Linked DNA regions of Gossypium arboreum: region 1 is linked to region 2. Evidence: chromatin contacts called from public Hi-C data. All regions are on one chromosome and are shown on one strand. Each heading gives the region's core, a stretch centred on a gene start, on an enhancer-like site or on the middle of the called end of the contact. The rest is flanking DNA. Distances are from core to core; before and after follow the strand shown.

What was found. Hi-C and Micro-C count contacts between places; a contact is called where the count stands out from the background.
Region 1: a Hi-C map of leaf shows a contact between it and region 2, with 5 times the contacts expected there. The contact joins the promoter of LOC108454569 here to the promoter of LOC108456889 in region 2. A contact is called at or near these places in 3 of 5 Hi-C or Micro-C datasets (all in leaf).

What each region holds. Positions count from the first base shown.
Region 1 is chr9:5,868,580-5,873,745 of ASM2569848v2, forward strand. It overlaps LOC108454569 (binding partner of ACD11 1-like), which reads left to right and starts at 2,704. Exons shown (of 5, transcript XM_017753071.2): 1 at 2,704-2,830; 2 at 3,844-3,968. The coding sequence starts at 3,853.
Region 2 is chr9:5,663,585-5,668,230 of ASM2569848v2, forward strand. It overlaps LOC108456889 (ABC transporter B family member 19), which reads left to right and starts at 2,978. Exons shown (of 10, transcript XM_017755623.2): 1 at 2,978-3,592; 2 at 3,685-3,739; 3 at 4,049-4,224; 4 at 4,368-4,568. The coding sequence starts at 3,347.

The sequences.
Region 1 (5,166 bases), core at 1,454-3,953, 200 kb after region 2:
ATTATAAAATAAATGGTGTGAAATTTTATTTTATTTTAATTATTAATTAGTGGATCCAAGTTGTTAATTTGGTTTAAATATTGTGACCACTAAATAATTTATTATAACATTATTTATATTTTAAATATTTATTTCAATTTTAATAGTGTTTTTAATTTGTAAAAATAGAGATAAACTTAAAAAATTAAAATGGTTTAAAATTTTACAATGACGTATCATGTAAAAATGTATGTTGAATTGTTGAATATAAGCTAATTGGAAAGACTTATTATGGACATATAACTTGTAGAATACCATATATATAAAAATGCGGAAGGATTTATGTTGCAATTTTCCCTCCACAAATGTCTTTTTTTCTTTCATTGCTACATGTCAATTTTTTTACACAATGCCCAAAACAATTGATAACCTCTCCCGAACCCTTAAATATAAGAGAGATAATAATCATAGTATAATTTCAGCTAAAGGGTCCATAAGCCCTTAAATTTCTTTTTTTTTTTAATAATGTTAATTGTGATTTTCAAATGTTTTGATATAATAAAATATTTCCTTCATCAAATTTTGTAAAACTTTATGTTAAACCTTTGAGAAGTTATTTTCAAGTGATTTTTAAACTTGGCTAAACACTTAAAAAAATTTGCAAGTACTAAAAGCTCCTAATAGCACTTTGTAAGTCAATAAGCTGTTGACTTTAGGGGATTGGACCCCCTAGCCTAAGTGTCGATACACATGGCTATGTATAGGGTCCCTCCTTATTGGGTCTAATATCTAGCAAACCAAGTAAATTTTTTGGGTATTTAGGGGTATTGAACCCCAAACGAGGAAGTGTCATACCCCAACATTATGGTACTAGGTCATGGGCTAAAGGTCTAACACCTAAAGCTCCAACGATCTTATTGTTTAAAGCAAGGTATCAATACCTAAAGTCATGATATCATAACATAAGCCTTTATAGCTACATTTAATGCTCGAGTAAATGTCTTCAACGGCTCAATTTTTTCTCTAACTGCTCCAAACGACTAGATTTCATTGAAAATGTATAAATAGAGTTTAAGAACATCAAGAAGCAGACAAGAAACAAGTTTACAAAGTTCATTGTGCAAAAATCTAATCTTTTATTTGTAATTCTCATCTTACGTACCCTTGTACACACTTGAGGTTTCATTCTCTTTCATTATTTTAAATGTTTTAATTTATTTGAGTAAGCTTGAATAATTGTATATCAACCTTTAAGAGGTATTCCTTGTTTCAATTTCATTTCTCAAATTAGTGAGAGGTTACTTGAAGTTCTGGGTAGACAACCTTAAAAAGGAAGTGACTTTATCTTATCTACTTAAAAGATAGTGTTATAAAGGTTAAGCATTATCCTTAAAAGGCTTGAAATTAGTGGACTTAGGAAATTTTTAATTGTAAAAAGTTAAGCTATTAGAGGTAGACAATTGGAGTCGAACTGCTCTAAATCATTGTGTCAATTTTTATTTGTCATCTTTCCCCAGATTTTTAATTACCAATTCAACTCTCCTCTTAGTGCATTTGTGCTTTATAATTAGTTAAGCTCCTCAAAAAAAAAAGGACCTAATTAAGCTCTTAGATATTAAAAATCCATTAATTAAGCTCTTTCACCAATGATTTTTGCCATTGACTATAAAGGAAAAAAAATGTATGGGCCAAATAGATAAAAATTAAAAATTTTAGAGCTAAATTTTTTGTTATGACTAATTTTAAAATAGAGCTAACGTATACTATTCTTAAAATATTACCATTGGTAAAGATATGATTATCTGAATTTTTTATGTAAAAGGAAATTCTAAAAAAGTTAGTGGTAAGAAAGGGAAATAGAGAAAAATGTAGGGGCTTTAGGTTAAATTTGACATTTGAGATGTACTGGCATCAGTTGCGGGCCCAAACTAGATTCCCGGCCAATGGAGTAGCGGAAATCCGGCAACGTGGCTTAAATGGTCATTTTACTCAACCAATTACGGTAGAGATCATTAACGCTCCTTTATAAAGGAAATGATTTCACGCGCCATTTAAAGAAATAAAATAGTTATTAGCTTAAAGTCATATATAATAATAATAAATATATAAATATAGATTTATAAATTTCATTCAAACACGTATTTCCTACAAATTTCTTTTGCTCTAAAGAAGGAAAAAAAAAGTCATTTACAAAATATTATACTCATCAAAAATTTTATGTTAATATTTATTTTCCAATAAATTATGCATGATTAATATATCAAATAAACACATCATTGAAAATGAATGTAAATTTTGTATAAAAATAGAAAATGTATGTATTTTCAATTTTAATTTTTTAAAATTTGAGTTCTTGAATGTGTATTAACTTGTATATTATTGTATATTAAATATAAATAGTAAAAATATTACAAAGATCCTTGTACTAGTATCACGAGGTTTGACACTAGGATTTAGATTGTATTTTATTATCTCTACTTTAAAAATAAACAAATTAATTTTTATACATTAAATTAAAGAATAAATTGATAATTTTTATAATTATATGTCAAAATAAGATACAGTTACACCACGTGTAGCTATCTAATTTTTCTATCGGTCACAAAAGTTTTTAACAAATAAGGTGTAAAGATAAATTTACTTTTTTTTTTTAGTAAAAGTTAAAATATGCAAACAAAATTTCTTTGTTGAAATGCACGCTCCATTAGTGAGAGTGGGGTTTTATAGCCATCTGGAAAGATCAGCGTGCCAGTGTTTATGTTGGTTAGTTGTCTCTATCTCTCTTTCCCCTTCTTTCCCATGCTTAAGCTCTTAATCATCGGATTCTTCATCATCAACAACTAAAAAACAGGTATGTAAATGTATCATAATTTTTATAAAGCTTCAATCTTTTCTCAATTTTCCTTCTTTTCTAGCAAATTCAGTGATACCCAGTTCTTTTTTTCGCCTTATTTGATCAGTTTTTCCTTTACTTTCTTGAATGCATTAAGGGTTTTAATGAATTCAGTTTTCCTTTTTTTTTACTTTCTCAGGTTTTCACTAAGTTTAACTTCTTTCAAGAATCTCAATGAATACATGCTTGCCAAATAATTAGTGTCAAGCTGACCTTTAATTGATATTTGGTGGACAAAGTTGGTTCTATCACTCATTAATTGCCCCCATTGTTGATAACCCATGATATTTTTTTCTTTCATCAAGCGTAAAGGAAGCTTGAAAATGGAATTTTTTTTTTTTATAGTTAGGTATTTATCAGTATTCTTTATTGTAGGTTGAACCCTTTTTTGAACTTTAGCCAAAAGTTCGATAATCTTGCTTAAAGTTTACATTGTTTACAATGAAAGCCAATTTAAAGTTTTCACTTTGTAGGATTATATGGGCTATGGCTGTCCCTAAAACTCATCCCCTTTATTACTTTTGACTTGAACTAAGATTTATTGGGGTGTATTCAAGCAGATCTTGGAGTCGGTTAAGGCATCTTGCTTGGGATTACTGAGTTTGGTAAAATAGCTTTGGCATCTTTAATTATGTTAATGTTGAAATAAGGCTAATCAATGCTAGAAAATCAGCAACCATATTAGTATTTTTCATTTTATTTTAGAAGAACCCATGAATTTTTGGTTTTCATTTTATACCAAGGAAACGATCTATCGATGAGAGAGCTTGGCTGTTAGGACCACTGAGAACTGTTTACCTCAAAATCATCCATAAGTATCCTTGTACCTTGGGATTGCTGTGGTTTCGGAATTATAAAGTATTGAATGAACGATGATGATATCTGCATTATCAAGCTACTTCTATGTGTGCTTCTAAAATTTTATTTAAATACCTTTAAATAGGTTCTTTTTTGGCTGATTTTTATCTCAGTTTAAGACAATGTACCCTGGAGGTTACACGGCTGAAATTACGAGCTTATCTCCAAAAGCTACCGAGAAGGATCTCTGTGACTTTTTCGCATACTGTGGTGCAATTGAGCATATTGAAATTATCAGGTATATGTTGCTTCTCTGTTTCTGGTTTTGGACTAAACCCCAAAAATCACTCTCTATGATGGTGTATGTTCATGATTTTTTTCATATTTGTTGTGCATTTGCAAATTTTTTGTCGAGGGGGGAAAAGAGTCAAAAGCTACAAAATCTTTTGCTTGAAATGATTTCTTGTTAGATAATTGGTAATCTCAATCTCCTGTTTTTGTGGAAAATCAATGTTTTTGAGCAGAATTTCTCTCATCCGTACAAATGTACTTAGCAGCAAGTTCCTTTATGGTGACAAGTTTCTTGAATCAAGGAAGATTTTACGTTCAAGTTGTTTAATTTTACTTATTGTTTTCAACTCCTTTAGGAAAAATGTCAAAAGCGAGGGCTCTTTTTGTCTGAAATGCTTTCTTGTTTGGTACTTGATATTTCTGATCTTATTAATGAATCTGCACGGTTATACGAATATGATTCTTAATTCTGTACGAATTTACTGCAAGTTCTATTTTTCCTTGCTTGTGACATATTTCTTGAGCTAATGAGTGTTTACAAATTTACTGGTTCTTTGAGGACTAAAAGAAAAAGACAAAAGCTAAGAAGTCTTTTGTCTGAAATGATTTCTTGTTTCTTGTTTGTTTATGGAAAATCAATGTTTTTTTTTATGATCAAGCTGTTTAATTTTACTTATTGTACTTATTTTAGGAAAAGTCAGAAGCAAGAGTTCTTTTGTGTGAAATGCTTTATTATGAGATACTTGGTATCTCCAATCTGATTAAATGCGGACATAAGTCTCTTTAACAGCATCTGCTTAGATACATGCATCTGATTCCGGTAAAAGTATCATAGGGGCTTTTGTATTAGGAGTTGGATTGCATTTTGCCCCCTCTACTAAAAAAATTAGGCAAATTAGTCCCTGTATGTTAGATCAAAGAACAAATTGATCATTCTGTTAAAAATTCCATCTATTTCTATTGTTAAAAACTGGTTCTAGTACATCAGTATGATGTACACATGGCATGCCACATGTCACTGATTATTCCATTAGCCACGCTAGTTTTTAATAGTACAAATGGATGGAATTTTTAACAAAAATGGCCAATTTACTCTTTGATCTAACTTATAAAGACTAATTAGCTCTTTTTTTTAGTAGAGGGGGAAAAAAGCAATTTGACTCTTAGTATAGGGGCCTCCATGTTACTTTTACCATCTTATTCCA
Region 2 (4,646 bases), core at 1,728-4,227:
CAATATTGGAATCCCTTTTACATAAAATAAATGTAAAAATAGTAATTTTGTTTCCTCGAAAAAGAAAAGAGATTGAATTTGGAATAATTTTAGAAAATAGGCAAAACAGAAGCATTATTGATACAAGAATGGACCTAGCAATTTATTATGAACATCCAATTTTATATATAAATAATCTTCAATGTATTGCTCAGAATTAATGATGGCTGACTTTATTGTGAACCGTTGGACTTTCAGCAAAACTATTGTTTTCCTTTGAATTTGCTTGTTCTGATGTTAAATATAATTTATTTATTTTAATTGTCTATAATTTAGGTTTTTTATGGAATATTATAAATTTATGAATCGAAATTCAACAGTTTTTATTTAGTTTTCGATATTAATTGTTAAATTAATTTAGAGTTAATGTATTTTTTACTTGTTGATGAGTATTAATTTATTATATCGATTGTTAAATCATTACTTAGAGCTTATTAACATAATTTAAAAAAATAATAATCTAATAATTTAAATAAAATGTTTAAAAATATATTTCAAACCCATGTTTGGATATTTATTTATATATTTTTTAGAAAAATATTTGAAATTTTATTAAATGGGTGCTAATAAGTTAGTTCCTTGAGAAGAGTTATTTTTATTTTTGTAAAAAAAAAACATAAAATTTTGAATTTAGGTCACTAGGTACATATAGTCACATGCATGCCACTTAGTATTCGAATTCCAACATTCCTAATTTACCGAATTTTAACACTAATAAAAATATAAAATTATGGGTAAAATATAATTCGAAAAATCATAAATTAGATTGGAAAAAATAAAGAGATGAGCCTTAATGCTAAAATCTAAGACTTGGGTCACAAAATCTAGTTGATAACACATTGAAATAAATACCCCAAGTAGCAAACAAACAAAATACCATAGGACAAAATGTACTGTTTTAAAAAAAACAAAATAATATATGTCTGAAAATCCTCAGAACCAAAAATATATACATAAAAAAGAAAGAGGCTGCCATTGACACATGCAAAATGTCAGTGAATGAAAGAGCTTCTCTGCAAATTTTACTCACAAAGTCTTCTTTTTTCAATGAAATTCAGAAATCACAAGACGAAAAGCTCTACACAGATAACCAGAAAAAAATGAAAAAAAAAAAAAAGGAAAAAGAGAAATAACAGTGATGATTATAGATTACATAATGTGTGTTTTTTTTTTTTTAAGAAAAGCAAAGGACCAATAAAATTCTTACAACTTTGTATGAATTGTTAAAAGTGTAAAATTTGTCTTAGATATCAAGTTTTGCTTAGTTTTTATTATATTAATATTATATTATTTTTAATGGTAAAATATATTCGTAATCATTTAATTATAAAAATTATAAAATAGTTATTAAATTATTTAATTTTATTTTTTGTCAATAATTGATTAACAGTGATATTTTTAAATTGATATAGTTGCAACTTTAACCCTCAGTATTTTATATTATATCAATTTAGTCTTAATTCTAAAAGATCTAACTCTTAATATTTACATATAGTGTAATTTAAATTTTCTTTTACAATTTTGCTTTTCTTTTGGCATTTTTACCTAAAAAGTTAAAAATAAAATTATCAACTAAATTTGATTGGAATATACAAAAAAAATGGAAACATCCAATAATTCAAAATAATAATTTTCATATTTTCTCGTTAATTTAAAATTAATCTTCAATATCATAAAAAATTAAAAGTGCAAAAAAAATGATATGCAAATGTTGAGAGTTAATTTTTTGAATCAATATTAAATTAATATAATTTATAATTACAGAGAGTTAAAGTTACTATCATACCAATTTGAAACTATTGCTCATAGCCAGTTAATGAGAAAAAACAAAATTAAATAATTAAATCACCATTATATATATATATTTAAAAATTGATCACATGACTTGATTTTATTAATTCCTAAAAAAATAAAATTTCTAGTATCATCAAACTTACTTCCATTTTTTTTTTTGGCAAAATGGCATCTTTTGCTACATTTATTGTTGACCAGATTTTGAATCCTCAATTATTATTTTGATTTAAATTCCTCAACATAGTTTGGCAATTTTTCTATTGAAATAGTAAAACCCAATGGTAATTTAAACTATTCGGGATTAAACTATTAATATCATATTAATTTTTTAATTTAATCAATTCAACATTAAATATCAATTTAAATACCTGTAAATTATATATTAAAACTATAATCAAATTGTAAATATGAGTGTACCAATTCAAAATCTCATAACATATATATTAAAATATATAATTAAATTTGCATAAATACCAGACTCAAATATGTATAGAACATGAAGAACTTGAATTTTATATGTTAAAAATAAAATAAAATAACTCAGATAGATTTTATTTGCATCTATTTTTGATTAATACATCAAATTCAAGTTTACAATTTGACTTGTCATTTCATATATGAATATATATCTAACATTTAAATTGACAATTACATCAATTATAACTGTCTTTATCTATTTTACGATCAAAATCTAATTTTATTCAGACCTATATGATATTGAGGTAAATATTTGTTCAAAAGTATCAATAAATGAGTTATATTAAGACTAAATATGAATTTAGAATATTAATATGAAAAAAATTACTTAATATCTTAATCTTAGAAGTTAGATTGAATTTCAGTCTTTCTATTGAAAAAAATGGACAAATTAGCTATTGTATGTTGGATAAAAAAGTAAATTGATCATTTCTGCTGTTAAAACCAATGTAGTTAACGGAATAATTAGATAATTACATATGGTACGTAATATCTATCTCGTGCTAACATGCAAAAACTAATTTTTAAAAATTAATTTATTCAATTTAACGGATAACGACTAATTTATTTATTTATTTTTGGATAAAACTTGATATTTGATGAAATTAAAACAAAATATTGATTTAAAAAATGCAATAGGTTTGACCAAGAGTCTAACACATGCATTCTCTACCCTTCTCACTACATAACTTTACAGTTTCTCTCTTTATATATACACTCATTCAAGCACTCTTTTTATGCTGCTTTGCCCTTTACTTTTCCTCTTTTTTTCCCCTTCTCTTCACCTTAGTTCTCGAACTCAAAAACGACATTGTCAGGTTTTCGAGACCTTGAAAAAGGGAAGAAAGATAAAGAAGCAAAAAAACAGTCTTTACTCTTTAGATCTCTTATTTCTTCTTTCACCCTTAAGAGATTTTCTTTCTTTCTTTCAATGGCTATTCTTCAACTCAGTTGCTTTTGAATCAAACTCAACTCAATTCATCCAACCTCTTCCTTTCTTCTTCTTTAGCTTTGTTCTTTTGAGTTTACAAAAAAAATGGCTGAACCAACTGAAACAAAAGCAGTCCCTGAAGCAGAAAAGAAGAAAGAACAAAGCTTGCCATTTTACCAACTTTTCACTTTTGCTGACAAATATGATTATTTGTTGATGATCACTGGTAGCTTAGGAGCTATCATCCATGGTTCTTCAATGCCTGTTTTCTTCTTATTATTTGGTGAAATGGTTAATGGCTTTGGCAAAAACCAATCTGATTTGCCCAAAATGACTCATGAAGTTGCCAAGGTTCACTTTTTTTTTTAAAGACCAAGAATTTTACCAACTTTTTTTAGATCTAAGATCTGTTAACTTTCTTTTTTTCTCCTTGTTTAATGCAGTATGCACTCTATTTTGTGTATCTTGGTCTTATTGTCTGCCTATCATCATATGCAGGTATATAATTTTTTTTCTTCCCTTTTTGTTTTAAATGTATGCAAATCTTTGATAGGAATGGATGCATCATGGTTCACAAGTGACTCGTGCAGTGTAGTAGCCCAGTTTAAACCAAAACGGACCGATGGGTGCGTGCCCACATGGTCTTAAAAGCCTGTCTCTTTGTCCTTTTGTTTTTCTTCACTTGTCAATCTTAACACCCTTTTACCAAAAACCCTCACTTTCAATTATATTTTAATATTCAACATTATCTTCTTCTATAGTCCCATCTCTTTCACTGTAACAAGTAATTTTTTTTCGATTTTACAGAGATTGCATGTTGGATGTACACTGGGGAAAGACAAGTAAGCACATTGAGAACGAAGTATTTGGAAGCTGTTTTGAAACAAGATGTTGGGTTCTTTGACACCGATGCAAGAACTGGGGATATTGTTTTTAGTGTTTCCACTGATACTCTACTTGTTCAAGATGCCATCAGTGAGAAGGTAGCTTCTATTTTTCTCTTTAATTGTTTCATTTGCTAATCTGGGTTTATTGGGGACAGTTTGGATGAAATAAGGTTTTTCTTTGAGAGTTTTAAGGATAGATCACATAGTTCATTAATGGTTTGTTTTGTCTGAAATTTTAGGTAGGGAACTTTATACATTATCTGTCAACATTCTTGGCTGGTTTAGTGGTTGGTTTTGTGTCAGCATGGAGGTTAGCCTTACTGAGTGTGGCAGTGATCCCTGGAATTGCCTTTGCCGGCGGCTTATACGCGTATACGTTGACCGGCCTCACTTCGAAGAGCAGGGAATCCTATGCGAATGCCGGCATAATTGCCGAGCAGGTGAGCATGTTTTGATTGTGTTCTGGATTATAAACTACTTGTCTACATGTTTCGATTGTCTCATACTACAATGTAAGG